Linked DNA regions of Columba livia: region 2 is linked to region 1. Evidence: chromatin contacts called from public Hi-C data. All regions are on one chromosome and are shown on one strand. Each heading gives the region's core, a stretch centred on a gene start, on an enhancer-like site or on the middle of the called end of the contact. The rest is flanking DNA. Distances are from core to core; before and after follow the strand shown. Region 1 holds the start of BCL2 (BCL2 apoptosis regulator). Region 2 overlaps BCL2 (BCL2 apoptosis regulator).

The links. A called contact is a pair of places that touch in the nucleus more often than the background predicts.
Region 2: a contact with region 1 is called in a Hi-C map of crop, with 5 times the contacts expected there. The contact joins the enhancer-like site here to the promoter of BCL2 in region 1. A contact is called at or near these places in 2 of 2 Hi-C or Micro-C datasets (crop and liver).

Annotation. Positions count from the first base shown.
Region 1 is chr2:75,311,114-75,318,764 of bColLiv1.pat.W.v2, forward strand. It overlaps BCL2 (BCL2 apoptosis regulator), which reads left to right and starts at 3,235. Exons shown (of 2, transcript XM_005509733.4): 1 at 3,235-4,264. The coding sequence starts at 3,692.
Region 2 is chr2:75,399,847-75,407,497 of bColLiv1.pat.W.v2, forward strand. BCL2 (BCL2 apoptosis regulator) reads left to right here. Exons shown (of 2, transcript XM_005509733.4): 2 at 5,667-7,651. The coding sequence ends at 5,801. Among named protein-coding and RNA genes, the nearest start is that of BCL2, 89 kb to the left of the region's middle. Within about 2 kb of position 3,570, at least 3 of the 3 cell types and tissues checked have an H3K27ac peak away from gene starts, as active enhancers do.

The DNA of each region.
Region 1 (7,651 bases), core at 1,985-4,484:
TCTTTCTCTTTTGGTTCAAGAATATAAAGGCAGTGATTTTGTTCTGTTGACAGATCTCGTCTACATTTTTGCTGTTGGAAGCGATCCTTCAGCTCATCACAAATAACTTAAGGCTTTTAGACAGACAGAGATCAGCCGTGTTTGCACTCCAGCATTTATACTCCACCATAACCATGCCGTGAATTAAATGCGTGCCCTGGTGGGGTACAGCCTTTAGCCCACGTCTGCGTAGGGCATCATCCATCTTCTTTTGACCTCATTTCACCTGCTATCCCGCAACCTCGGTCCCTCTCAGTCCCTGGAACCGCAAACAGCCCCTCAAACATCAGTAGGCGAGAGCGAAGACGCGACGCAGCGGAGGGGGCACGGCGTTTACTCTCCCAGTTTCCCGGGCGTATTATGAGGCGGGTGAGCCCTTTGTCTTCTTCCAGCCCGCAGGGACGGGTCGGGGGGTCCCGGCTGTCACGGCCGAGCCATAGGCGAGCAGCGGCCGCTGGGTGGCAACAGCCGCCCGCCGGGGAGGCGCGGCCGGCGGAGAACGGCGCTGGCGGCCCCGCTCCGCACCGCCTGCCGCCACCGGAGCCCCGGCCAGCGGGAGCATCGCTCCTTTCCGGTATGCATGTGCTCGGCTCCCGGCGGGGAGGGGAGAGGAGGAGCCGGCAGGGAGGTGGAAAATGCTGGCACTAGGTATGGTGCCGAGCGCCTTGCCGTGCGCACCTGAAATAACAGGCCAGAACGATTAAACACCCTGAACGCCTCTTCACGTACCTGGAAAAGTGCTGTTTTGCACACGCTAGAGACGAATTCATTGCTGCGGCCTCCAAACAAATCCCTGGATCACCCAGGACACAAGCGAGCTCTGTTGGCGTAAGGGGGATCCTTCCTCGCCTTCTTCTGCACGGAGCAAAAGCTGATCACCCTCCCCACACCAGGGCGCTTCCCTCAAGCAGGGGAGCTGCCAGCCTGTGAGCCACGCGTGATGGGTCAACATGTCAAGGAAAAGTGACCCTGAAAATGGAGACTTGGAGGGCAGCGTACATTCATTCCCTATGTCCCCTGCCAAAAAAAAAAAACCAGCTTCACAGTTTTATGCATATTATCCCTTTTAGGTTCTGGGTAGTGTATGTAAGAGATTATCATCCCAGTCACCTTCACATCGACACAAATTGGCAGAATTTATCAAACGTCTCTTTCCTCTCTCATAGGAAGCAGAGAAAGGTGTCGAATATCTCCTGCTGCCGTTTCACTTGGGCTGGGCTGGCTCCCCATTTCAGCTGAGGCTGTCCGAGCATCATTCAGCCCTGCCCTGATGTCACCTGTTGGGTTAGCAGCGCCGTTAAGCCACCACTATTTTCCACCGCTGTGGATTTAAACTACTTTGAAGGTTAACTCTGCTTCTCTGGCTAAGCTCCAGATTAATCTAATCTCCAAAAAAAAAAAAAAAAATCTCCAGGCCGGCGCAGGGGCAAATTTGAGTCCAATTTCTGCAAAAAGTCCTAAAATCCAACTCCCCACCTGTCCCACGGGCACACCTGAAAACCCACGGGGTAGCACAGATGTGCGGGACCCCACACCACAGGGGGACTCGCAGAGGCGGCCCGCGGGCCCGGCCTCCGGTCCCGCACGGGCTCCGCGGCCGCGCAGAGGCCACCCCGCATGAAGGCTCTGTACGCCCACCTCGGGACATTTTTTCTTTATAAAAAGGCCATTTTAAAAAATTGCTTTTTTTTTTTTTTTTAAATAAACCCGCAGCTACGGCCACCGCATCCCCCCCGCGCGGGGCGCTGCAGGCCCAGCGGGGCGGCCGAGGCGCGGAGCGGGGCGCGCTCCCCCGCGGAGGGCCGGCAGCCCGCAGCCACCCGCCGCGCCGCCTCCATGCCCGCCTGCCTGCTCGCCGCCTCCGCCGCCCGCTTCCTCGGCGCGGGCGGAGGCGGCGGAGGGCGGGCGGCCGCCAGCACCACCCGCGGCCCCGAGTGCCGCCCCTCCGCGCCGCTCCGCGCCGCTCCGCCCCGCCGCCGCCCCGCCGCCGGCCCCAGGCCCGCGCCGCGATGGAGGGCGGGCCCGGGCTGCGCGGGGCTGCTCGCCTCCCCCCGCCGCCTTTTTTTTTAGCACCCCCCTCCCCATTTCCCCCTTTGCTTGAATGAAGCGTGAGGCGGAGCTCTAGGAAACCACCGCGGCCGGCTGCGCCGCGCGGGGCCGAGGCTGGAGCCTCCCCCTCGGGCTCCGCTCCTCCCTGCCTCTCCCCGCCCCCGTCGCTCCGCTCCGCTCCGCTCCCCCCGCCACCGCCACCGCCGGGAGAGCTCCCCGCCCGCGCCCGCCGCCGCCGCTCGGAGCCGCCGCCCGGAGCCGCCGCCGCCGGCAGCAGCAGCGCGGAGCGCCCGGAGGAGCCGCCCGGAGCCGGCGGGGTGCGCGGGGCTGCGCGGGCGGGCGGGCGGGCGGGCAGCGGCGCCGCGGCCGCGGTCCCCATCGGCACCGGTCACACCGCACACACGTCCCGTCCGCGCCCCTGCTCGGCAGCGCCGGGGGCTCTTCCTCCTCTGATACAAAGCTGCTCGGGAAATGGCATTTCTCCCCGGAGCCACAGTCAAAAGCAATTTTCCTTCTTTATATTTTTTTATTATTTTTTTACGCTCTTTCTTGTGAAAAAGAATTAATTTCTTAAATACCTAGAATTTTTTTTTTTTTTGGTGTGTGCGTGCATGTGTGTGGCAGCACCGGGCTCCTGCGATCGGTGTCTGAATGAAACTACGTAAATGCATATGTCTGTACGTTGCACTGGAGGGCAAAACGGAACACTTCTGCGAGAGCTTGGATTCAAATGTGGTTCATCTGGTCTCCAGGATTTTCCGTCTCTTTGGGGTTGTTCGCCTTACCGGGCTGCGAGGCGGGATTTTCTGAGTGAGCTTTGACACATCTTTGGAGATGTCTGTTAAACAGGAGTCTGGGAAAAAACATTTGAAATCGTAGAGAGATTTTTTTTTTGTCCCTTTCCCATCCCCTTGGTGACTTGAAGCATCAAAGCAGCCAGAACTTAACGTTTCTGAAGACTTGTGATGTTTGGGTTTTGTTGTTGCTATTTTTTTTTTAGAGGAAACTTGACAGAGGAACATATTTATAGTCCAAGTAAGTACTTTACAGAGGAAATTTAGTTTGTGTAACTTAACCAAAAAAAAACAAAAAAAACCCAACAGTGTTGAGGTTTCTAGTTTAAAGTGCGTTGGATTAACGTTCATCCAAGGCTTTTTAGCAAATCGTGTTGAATTGCAGTTTTTACAGTGTGCGTTCGTCCGCTCCTTCATGTCTGTGGTAGTTCAGCACCTAAGGGAAAATGCACCTGATTTTGAATCGGTATAATGTTTTCTAAGATATATTTCAACACCGAGGAGGAAATGGTCCTAAAGTAAATTTATAATAAGTAATAAATGTGCACCTGGAAGTAAAGTATTTACAGCATTTTAATCCCTATTTATACCGTGCATCTCAAACTGAGGAGGAAACACTGAGAAGACAAAAGTACCTCCGAGACCCTGAGAACTCCCCCACACCACCATGAATGAAACCGTGCCCGATACAGTAACTGGATTATAATTTTTCGTGTTATTAATTTTATTATTATTGGCTGCTTTACTTTTTTGGGTTCATCCTACTCCTCTTCTTCCTCTCTCCCTGTTGCTGCTTCCTCTTGGGAATAATGGCTCACCCGGGGAGAAGAGGCTACGATAACCGGGAGATAGTGCTGAAGTACATCCACTATAAACTCTCGCAGAGGGGATACGACTGGGCTGCCGGTGAGGACAGGGCTCCCCTGCCTCCAGGTCTCTCTCCTGCTGCTGCTGCTGCTGCTGGGACTTCCTCTGATCACACTGGGCTGGTGTCTCCGCACCCCGAGCCCCCCGGCTCGGCTGCTGCTAGCCATGCGCCCCCGGCCGAGGGGCTGCACCCCGTGCCCCAGGTCGTCCACCTCACCCTGCGCCAGGCAGGGGACGAGTTCTCCCGTCGCTACCAGAGGGACTTTGCCCAAATGTCTGGCCAGCTGCACCTGACGCCCTTCACGGCCAGGGGCCGCTTCGTGGCGGTGGTGGAGGAGCTCTTCCGAGATGGGGTTAACTGGGGCAGAATCGTGGCCTTCTTCGAGTTTGGTGGTGTGATGTGCGTGGAGAGCGTCAACCGGGAGATGTCTCCCCTTGTGGACAGCATCGCTGCCTGGATGACTGAGTACCTGAACCGGCACCTGCACAACTGGATCCAGGACAACGGAGGCTGGGTACGTCCCCTGATTGCTCGTTCCCTCTCCTGGCTCTGGCTCATGGCCGGTGGGGCTCTGGGGTCGGCAGTTCCTCAAGGGGGTTGCACTCGCGTTCTGGGGAGCAAAAGTTCTGACTGGGAGGCCTCTGCACTGGTGTGTGTGTCAAAGCTCATAGGCCTTTCATCAGCTTTGAGTTTCACCTCATTGTGGGATTACAGTGGAGTGGTTTGGGATGGGGGGAGCAGGTACAGCTCAGGAGTGAGAAGGATGAGCACGGCACCCTCTTTAGCAGCAGTCTCTACTCTCCTACCCTGGTCCACCCTTGCCTGCTGGCAGCACCAGCCCTGGCCAAGGCAAGGTCCTGCAGTGGGTTGGAAAGGGGCAGCAGCGGCGCCCGTGTAGGCAGGTCACAGAAGGGACCATGTGTGTGTGTGTGTGTGTGCGCATGTGTGTGTGTGTAGGCATCCCTGCCCTTTAGAGGTGACGCACCAGGCGAGCACATGACAAACACGGGATCCCAGTGCTACGGACGGGCAGGTGTCCATCAGTACCAGTGTTTACAGCTGCGTTGGCAACGGGGTTTTACAGTATAGGATGTGTCTAGTGTGAAAAATCTGTCTTTGTCTCAAGATGAAACAAAGGTGCCAGGAGCTGTGCCTGTGGGAGTGTTCTGGAAAATGAGTATTTGTTGTGATCCAGTGGGTGTTTTTGGGGTAGCGATCATCTCTGGTCAGGGCTGGTTTCAGTGTCATCCAGACAGGGAAGATTTCCACTTGTGGAAAATGGTCAGCTTTTACACTGGTCAAAAAGCCTTTTACTTTTTGTCCCTCTCTCTTTCAAAAAATAAATAACTGCATTTAAATTGAAAGGGAACCTCTTTCCCCTTTTTCCTGTATTAATTGATATACTGTAACAAAATGTGTTCTCAGCTGCTTTCCCGCAAACCAAACCTGTGGCACGTGTAAAGCTTATGATGTTAATGCATTGGAGGAACAAACAGCAAGAGTTACACTGAAGAAGAAACTTTACATGTGGGCTGAGAGCTGGCTTAAGTCACCTGGAAATGGAGGTCTGCTAGGTAGGAGACCAGCTATTTTGGGTCCAGTCCCCTGTGAAATGCACTCAGAGAGCTGGCTCAGTTACACAGCACACCTTTAAGAGGCGTGTGTAAACAAATGTGAAGTACAATATATGTTTCTCAGTTAACATCTTTTGCAAGCCACATGTTTGTGAAGCATTAACACATTAAGTTCTCAGCATTTGGTCTCTTGCTAACTCAGTGTTAGGCTCAGTAATGTGCCTAACACCCGCATTGTCTATCTCTGTTAAAAAGTGAAGATGTTGCCTTCCTGCTGCTGAACCCACCTGGCTAAAGGGTATACGTGTCCAGGGATCCAGAGGACATCTACGTGCTGCTGTAAAAGAGAGAGCAAGGCTTTGGGGTCTGTTTCTCAGCAGTAATCCACGTTGTTCACCTCCTAGAGGATTGCTGCAGGTCCCTGGCTACAAGTCTTGTTGGAGACAGGATCGTTCTCCTGCTTTCCTCTGTTTCCCTCAGGAAGAAAAAAAAATCAAGATTCGTGGGGCCAGAAGGGGGAGCAAAAAATGTGTGTGTGTGCATGTGTCTGTGTGTTTATATACGTATATGCATATGTATATACAAATATCCATACATATACAGACACACATGTATACACACAGACACACACACACACACACAAAATGACTCCAGTGCTTAGTGGTTGGGACCACCCTTGGGAGAGGGAGACCTATCCCCTGTTTCATGGATCACTACAGAGGGTTTATCGGTGTGTTGTTTTTTTCTTTTAATGAAACAGATAACTGTGGAAAAACAAAACAAAACAACATCTGCAAACACTTGAGGCTTTTGGAGACCTTGGCTGGTTAGAAGACAAGCAGCTAAAGGGTTAGTTAGGGATTTTGCGATTGCACTTCTGGGCTGGGATGCCTAACTTGTGCGTAAGTCCCTTCTCAGGCTGGAAGCCCGTTTGTGGAGATGGGGCCCTCGGTTCGCTCCAGAGCCAGTGAAGTCATTCTGTTGACTCCAGTGAGCTTTGGATCAAATCCGTAAGCGTGCTGGAGATGTATTGTCCTGCGGGTGTATTGTGTAAAGAGAAACGTGAGTAATGAATAAAACCTAGAATGTGAAAAGACAGGTGTTACCAGGTGTGACTGGCCAGATGAGGCAAGTGCTGGAGCTGTTTCTCAGTGGTTAGAAATACAAGAAACTCGGACTATAAACATTGACCGCCTTTAAAAGGAAAAGATGCTTCTTATCGATAGCTGTTTAGTTGTTTATTGAGGTTTGCTATAAACAAAAGCTCCAGAGTTTGGATGCATGTGATGCCATTTACTGCTGCGTGTTATTTGTAATGTACACATGGAAGACGATGTGCCAGATACTACTCAAAAGTACCTTTTGCCTGTCTGTCTGGTAAATGGCTGGTACCTTTGAGCTGTGGGATTATTAAACACAGGCAAAACCTTCTGGCTGGTTACAAAGAGCAAAAGGCTAACATGAAGTTACAAACACAGCTCTTTGGATCCTCTCTTAAGACAGAGAAATCAAGGATGGTATGGGGTGGTAGATTTTTCTTGTTTTCTTTTTCTAGCTTTCAGGATCCATCAGTGGAAGACGATGCTTTAATATATGCGCTTGAACTTCAACTTGGCAGTTGCACCGTACTCAGTGTATGAACCTTAGTAAAGCATCATAAATGTTTCTTCCAAAGTAGCTGATCACCTTATGGGTCCTGACACTTTGTAGGACCTCAGCACAACTACATGCAAGTTCTCCTCATCAAGCAGGCTGCTGCAACAAGCAGGATTGCTGGCTGTTGTAGCCTTCTCCTCCTCTGTGTTGTAGCTCCACGGTATGTTGTGGAGTGATAAGTTTATTAGAGGCTTTGTAGCAGTAGAGAAGAGAGCACTGGATTTAGTCATAAGAGTATGTTACACAGCGAGTAAGTTGAACAGCAGGCGCTTTGAGTCTGTTGTATGGGCCTAGGTCTTACACTCAGGTCTGAAGTGAGTTGACATGTCTTTTCCTATTTATCTCTTTGGTTTATATCAGTTCTATAATTGATAATGTATTTTCAGGACATGAATTCTTTGTAATGGAACTAAAATGAAGGAAGGCAGATTCAAAGGGGATGTAGCTGGTGGAGTATAAATTTTAGGCACTGAACATCGCTGTTAATCGTGTCTGGGATTGTTAATACCCTTACAATACACAGTGTCATGGGTTTGTCTGAAACTCAGAAAAAGCAACAGATGAGGCCTGCCTGCACAGAGACTGTATTATTAGCTTGTGGTTCTGGTGGCAAATAAATGCAGCTTTCAAAGATTTTCACACAGGCCAGGTTACCACAATATTGTACTTTG
Region 2 (7,651 bases), core at 2,320-4,819, 89 kb after region 1:
GTTACGCTGATGCCAGAAATACCTCATTTTAGTGTGGGCCTTTCCAGGAATAAGAAAACAAGGCAGCCTCCACTAGGTCTGGGCTTTTGCATATCGCAGAGCCACGTCTAACTGAATTATGTAGAGACGCCAGGACTAAATTACTTAAACATTTCTCATGCTGACTTGGTTTAACAAGAATGCAGCCTAGTCTGAACATGGCATGGGTTTCCATGCAAGCTGAATGATCAATGCGTTACAAATCCTGTGTTTAAAGAGATGGCTTCGCCGTTCCCCAGAGCCTGGATTTGTCCTTCATCTTGCAGGGCTCTGGAGGAAATCTGCATGCCAGCAGGGTCACTGGCGGGAAGCGTGGACAGGAGGAACAGTCATCCCCAATATTATAACCACGCACGTTTATGTATTTCTAAGCACATGCATCAGTTTTGATGAACAAACCTAACCACAATTAGCCCTTGCTCCTTAGATGTCTCCATCTGAGTGCCATGTTTAGTCAGCCTTATGCAAATAATATTTCCACTAATTTCAATTCACACAGACTTCAGTGAGAGCCTGGCCAGACTAGGACCTGCAAGATATGCCCCCAAGATCACAGGCTCACTGATGTAAGAATCTATGCAGATGATAGATAGCAAGGACAAGGAACAAAGAAGTTAGTCAAGACCACTGTGATGACAACCAGTTTTGTCCGTAGTCAGAAACCTGGAATATCACTGGACAAACAAAAGGGTATACAGCCAGCAACTACCACGTCAGCTGCAGACCTAACACTACGCTGAGCATCGTGGAAACAAGGAATTCAAAACAGACCCATTTCTATCACAGGCACAGGTGAGGGGAGGAAAAGAAGAAGCTGGCTGTGGATTTGGTCAGGGGTGCACGTGCCATAGCCGCTCCCAGGCAGGTTCTCTGCCCACAGTCAGCAGGGCTTGTGTAGTGACACCTTCTTTTCCTTTCCAGTATAATTTGATAACGTGCACCTGGCTGGACTGCCAGCATGTTGGCACTCCCAGGAGTAAAAAGATAGCGGCCTCTCTAAAGATACCGACCTCATGAAACACCACACCTCAGCACAGCACAGTCAAGGTCTGAGCTGTCCTTATTTGCATGCACTCACGACTTTTAGGCTTGCATAAAAGACCCATAAACTCTTTGGGAAAAGAACAGCTACAGATTTGCCTATTTTTTATGTTCCAAGAACTTTTCTCGTTAGCTTCAAGATGACATTTTAATGAGGTTTCACTGCATAGAAAACATGGGATGATTTAACCAGCTCTTTCTCCTCCCTCCTTCCCCAAACTCTTTCCGAAATGAGTTACCATTCGGGAACAAAAGCTTTTATGAGAATTTATGTCATTTGTATGGAGGCAGGGGTGAGGGAAAAGTCATTCAGCTGCTAAACCTTGGAATCAGAGCTTATGCCATTCCCCTCCTGCCCTGCACCGGGTGGCAAAGCTGCCTTGTCCAGACCTGTAGAAGTTTCTTCAAAAGCCAAGAGCTGGTGTGTGTTTGTTTGTTTTGGAGTCACGGAGAGGGCAGCGTAAAATAGCCGCAAGGCAATTCCCCCTCAGTAAAATGGAAGTCTCACCAGCTCTTCATTCAATACAGTGTGGCTCAAGAGGATATCCTGCCAACCCAATGATAACGAGGGAAATAAAGTCACTTCCTCACCAGCTGTTTGATTCAGGTAGAAAAAGGAAGTCTTTACTTCCTCGTGTTTGCTCTCCCCACCAGCCCCTCAGTCAGAAATGCCAGGCTGAAACTGCCTTTTCCCTCTGTATTTTCAGTTAGGAGCCATCAGATCCGTAACGCTTCGCTGGGCTCAGCCTATGGGAAGTATGTGCTTCTCTGCGGCCGAGAAGCTGCGCCTTGCCTCTCGAGCAGGGGCGAAGGCTGAGCTGCAAAAGGACCGAGACGGAACAAACGCGGCTCGATCCGCAAGCAAAGAACGCCTGTGTAATTAAAGATGACATTTGCTTCTTGGATCAGAGCTGCCGAATTTGGGCCAGCGGAAGAGCCGGGGTAGTGTGATCTGGATGCTTTGTTTTGAAACTGCCCTGACTCACTGTGCTGTTACCCCTCCTAATCCTCCGAGGGTGACAAGCTCCACTTTTGCCCTGGGCTCCCTGTAAATCCCATGAACCGCGGCCAGGAACATGGTGTGTCTTCCCTGCGTGGAGTTCAACAGGCAAGAGGGCAGCGAGGAGTCCCCCTGGGGCAATTTTCCTGGCTTTCCAATCAAGCCCAGGTCAGTGAGGCAGGCACCTCGGGTGCTTTGGTGCTAAAAGGAGCTTAGGCAGAGCATCTTTCCCTTCGTCACTGCCACCTTTCGTGCCTCACAGAAACAGGGAACGTAAAGATGCATAGTAAACCAGCAATGGACCGATTTGACTTAATAAAAGCTTCTTAAGGAATTACTTTTTTGAAAGGTACAGAGCTGAATGAAGAGTTCTTTTCCGTATAATTTTGAACTGCTCTGATATAATTTTACATCCAGGATATAACTTTCCATTAAATGTTAAATAGGTACGTCTTAAAAGCAAGACCTGCAACCATTTTCTTTCCAATTGTGTAAGACTTCCAGAGAGGTTGACCAAGCCAGAATTTTCCTCAGTCTATGTGCCAAGAGGACCCTTGCTTTTATTATAAAGAGTGCTTTTCAGAGAACATCAAGTGTTTCAAGCCATTTTCCCTCATTTTATTTGTTTTAACAGAGATTCTCTCATTTTAAACAGACCACTTTAGGTGACAAAAATCCAGTGACGAATACATGGGTTTACAGATGGAGACAAACCTTATGAAACAACTGAGATTCTGTTTAGGGTTCTCTTTGTGCTAAAATAGTTTTCAGCAACGGGTCATACTTCCCTCCCCCCCCTCCTTGTTTTAGTACATAAAATGGACATGTGTTTATTTAAAACAGGTTTGAAACTTAAACAAATAGTGACAGGCTGTTCAAACAAGCTTCGGAAATAGGCCTAATCAGGATGTTTGAGAAGGGGAGGGGGAACGATCATAAAGAGCTACTTGTAATATATAGTGCAGACACCATTAGGTTGGGTTCATGTTATTGTTGTAATAATCTCAGACAAAAAAGTACTGCATGCTGCACATTTTTTGTTAACATTCCTCTTTTGAGCCATAGGTTATGCCATATTTTTGCTTTGTCTTCAAGTTTTACTGTAACCCATTTTCATACCCAATACCTGGAGCTCTACTGAATCATTAGAAACAGCCTCCCTGACAAACTGGGAGGAATGTTCCTAAACTGGGATAGAAGGAAGGCACAAAATATGACCATTTTTGTATTGATACCATGTATGCATCGGCTGTCATGAATATACAGAAGTGAGACCTTCCCTGCAGAACGAAACGATGGAAATATTAATGCTAAAGTGTTTTCACATGACTTGCATTTCCATGTGTGTTTTGGTTTGGTTTTTTTTGTTTTTTTTCATTTCCTCTCTTTTCCACCCATAACAACTTTACCCTTGTTGTATTTTTATAAGGCCTGATCTTGAACTCCCCACACAGACAAAGCTCCCGTGGAAGTCAGCGAGCCTGCACTGGCGACAACAGGATTTAGCCCAGTCTGTAACATTTTAGGATATTGTGTTACTTCATAGCCTTAAGGAGAAATAAAAGCAGCTTTCCAAACTGCTGCACAGCAAACTGAGTGTGCTTTTTCAGCTCTGCAACAGCACAGGAGAATATTAAGGTCAGAGTTTGCAAATGTCAGAAACCAGGCAGCTAAGCAAAACTTGCCAAATTTTCTCCGGAATGAAGAGTTTGCATTAAGACATTCCCCAAAAAGGTTAAGCTGCTTTCACTTAATAATAAACCTTTGGAAACACAAGTTTGAGAACGATTGCCTGGAGGAACAAGCATTGAGAAACAGCAGGAGGAGGATGTATTTTCAGGTCAATCTGTTGGCCCAAGCCCATAGCTATCCTGTTACTGACACATTTGCTCTTACCTACAACATGCAACAATATTACTTAATGCAATGACATATTTTGGAAGTAAATATCTATTATTTATTTGAGTCTCCCTCAGTGTCCAGTGAACAGGAGTCAAAATGGCAAAATATTATAAAACCTTACACGCCCTCTCGTGGTAAAACCACAAACGCTCTTATTTTGACAACTACAGATGACTAATGATGGTGGCTCATTTAAATACATAATTTATGGAAAATTAGCTTGGCTGGAAGATTTATGTAATAGAGGAGACCTTTCTCTACTTAATTCTTTCTGTAATCCATGACATACATACATTTTTAGAAGCCAGGTTACCTCCTAGCATAGTAACATTACAAAACAGCTAAAGACACTATAACATAAATAGAGAATGTTTACTTATACAAAAAAAAGAGAAGCCTAGAATAAGAGAGGTAGAGATAGAACCCCCCAGGTTGGATAGCTATTTCATGGGTTTATCTCAGTAGTTTTGGAGCAGGCCTCCATTGGCTGCACAGTAAAAGAGTTGTCCTAAATGATGTTTTGTCACATTTTTGTCATGTTTTTAAAGGCATTCAGCTTTGTTATTTACTGCTTTATGCCATAGGGTATGATTTATCTCTCAGGAATGCTCTGAAACTTCAAGTTTGTTAGGAACTGCAGCTTGAAAGAAAGGCATTATGCACCGAGTATCACCAACCTGATCACTAGTCCAGTCAAATCCCACCGTATTTTTAGTCACAAAAACTTTGCTACTTACACAGTCTTTCCATTTGGTGCCTACACACACCTCCAGACTTTTCCAGAGCAGCTCTACAATACAGCTCTCAGTACATGGAGGAATGCAGCTCGAAGGAGAAAGCCAGGGTGGTTTGGGCTGGGCTGGGCTGAGGGAGGGGACTTACCCTGGTGGCTTGTGGGTGGCCAGGAGTAGTGGCATCACTCTGTGCTTCTCCTCTCTTCCTTGAGCCAAATGTCTTGGCTGGAGGCTGGAGGGCAAGTCAGACTGACAAGACCATCCCCTGGAAAGCCAGCTCTTTTTTAGGCAGCGCTGGGTGACTCTTCTGTCAGATCAACTGGCTGGCCTGACAGACCCTACAGCCAGACCACTGCCCCATCCAAGGCATGATTACAGGAGCAAAGGACCACGGTGTCACCCGTTCAGCGACAGTTGCAAAAGACCATCAAAGGTGTAACACAACCCCAACAGCTTTGGTTCATATGTAAGAAACATCTGTGGCTACTACACGTGGTCTTCCAAACCCATCCCAAGAGAACCAAATAAATACTGTCTTAGTGAAGCCAACCAACAATATAGTTCCCCCATGTACAGTGGAAATTAAAGGTTTGGAGAATGAAGGTACATTTACCTCTTTCATGTATGCTTGTATATATAGCATTCAGGAGGCAAAATGGTGGTGCTCATATTTAAAAATGCTGCTCCTATATTTTCTGTTAGGCTGGGCATGCCTGAAGCAGAAGTCACGACTGTAAGTAATTACGGCAATATGTGCAAAGAAGTAAGCAGGAGAACTTTGTGCTAAGCACTGCACAAGAACATATCTCCCAAATCACTATTTTAATAGGTTTGTGTGGAGTTTCTTTTTGTGCTGCATGATTGCTGGATGACCATTGAGTGTGAAGAAGCTGCCCTCCCTCTCTGAAACAGTTACTGCAAGTCTGATATTCCATTATTTCCCTTTCTAGGATGCCTTCGTGGAGTTGTATGGCAACAGTATGAGGCCTTTGTTCGATTTCTCCTGGATCTCTCTGAAGACTATCCTGAGTCTGGTTCTGGTGGGAGCTTGCATCACTCTTGGCGCTTATCTCGGACATAAGTAGAGTCACTCAGATTGTCATGGATTACAGAAGTCTTTCAAAACAACAAAATAATATTTTTTTTTCTGTAGAACAATGATATTTTATGAGCAAATCAACTTCCCAGCTAAAGATTAAATCAGCTATTACTGCCAAAGGAAATATCATTTATTTTTACATTGCCGGAAAATTATTTATTAAAAGATATTTACATTTTAACCTGCTAGTTTCAGAAACTCTGCAAGTTGTATCTGTCATCACGTCATGTTGTTATTCTTAACTTTAATGAGCCCCAAAGTATTTTAGGTTCTTTTTTTAATTAATACAGCTGGCTGGATTATTTTATCTCTGAAAAGCAAATATACTGACAAAGACCTACCTGCTTACACTTACAAGGGCAGTTACTTGAGCTGCTAAAGGCTGCGTAATTGTGTTGATTTTCCTTATATTTTCTGGATGGCTGGAAGGGATCTGAAAGACAAGGTCAGCGTGAACAAAGTTCTCACCCTGTCCTGCTGGCAAGAACTGACAGAGTAAATGATTCAACATGGTACATACGTGGAGTCAAGATGGCAACTTCTTGAAGGACACCTGTCTATCCCTACAGGAGAGCAGTTGGAAATACGATTGCCTATGCCTTGTAAACATGCGTTTTCAAGTTACCAGTTGTGCCATCACGTCATAGTCACAATATCCTAATACATGTCAACTCAAATACTATTTTTTTTTTTATTTTTTTTTTTAGCAGAGTTGTGAAGTTAAATCTTTGGGGCTTGCAGGAAATTGCCATTACCATGATTTTCTCAGCAGTAAAACGTTGTGGTTTTGGGTTTGGTTTTGGTTTTTTTGCGGCTACTGACACAGAAACATCAGGAGACCTTAAGTGCCTGCTTTGACAGAGCAGAGCTGGAGTCTGAAGACCTGACCTGTGTCCCACTTTAGTGGGCTCATATCTGCAACTAATCCTGTTTACTTACTGAGTTCCTCCAGGGGTTTGAAACCAATTAGATGTGGTCTCTAAATCCCTGAAAGTTGAAAAAGATCTTAATTTTATTTGGCAAGAAGCAGACCTCAGCTGAGTTACAGATTAGCTCTGACTATCCTTGTTTATCAAACTGGACACCAAAATCAAGTTCATTTTCATAACAGGAAAAGAAAGTGAGCTTTATCCTCCTGCCCCTTGCCCTCAAAATTGTTTCACGCTAATAATTTCCTAAGACTGTCTACAGAAGTAAAGATGATGAAGAAACTCCAAATCCTCTCTCTGGACAGAGACTCTCTGACACCTCCATCGCGCGGGTGCCTGTTGCTGTTTTGAGCGAAAACAGGGTGGAGGAAAAGGGGTGGGGGCGAAGTCGTCTGCTCATGTTACAAAATGCAACTCCAGTAAAATCAATGCCGAATACTCAGTATACAGTTTTATAAACAGACCTGTGTTCTGAAACCAGATGTGTCAATGCATTTTAAAGCTGGGCTTTCCGTCCGCTCGGAGGGGGCCAGGAGTCCCGATGAAGCCGAAGAACCTGAAGTGCGTACCACAGGTTGCTCCGAGGCGTGGAAATGTCCAGCGTCAAATGTTTAAGTCAAGCATAGCTATTTTTTCTATGAAACTTTCGAAATCTGGGCATCCAGACATAAAACGAAAAGGTTGCAAAGCTCTGGTTGAAATATACCGTACTATACATAAGTGCTCTAAGGGTGACAAAAATACAGTGAATAAACTGTAGATTCAACCTCAAGATTTCAGTTGAATAACTTTGTGGCATTATATGCAAAATATCTCCATTAACTTGGGAATGTAATATGTTCAATGTTAAGGCTGTAGTTGATGTTGTGTCTTCAAAGCTGCTTTTTTGTTTGTTTGTTTGTTTTTA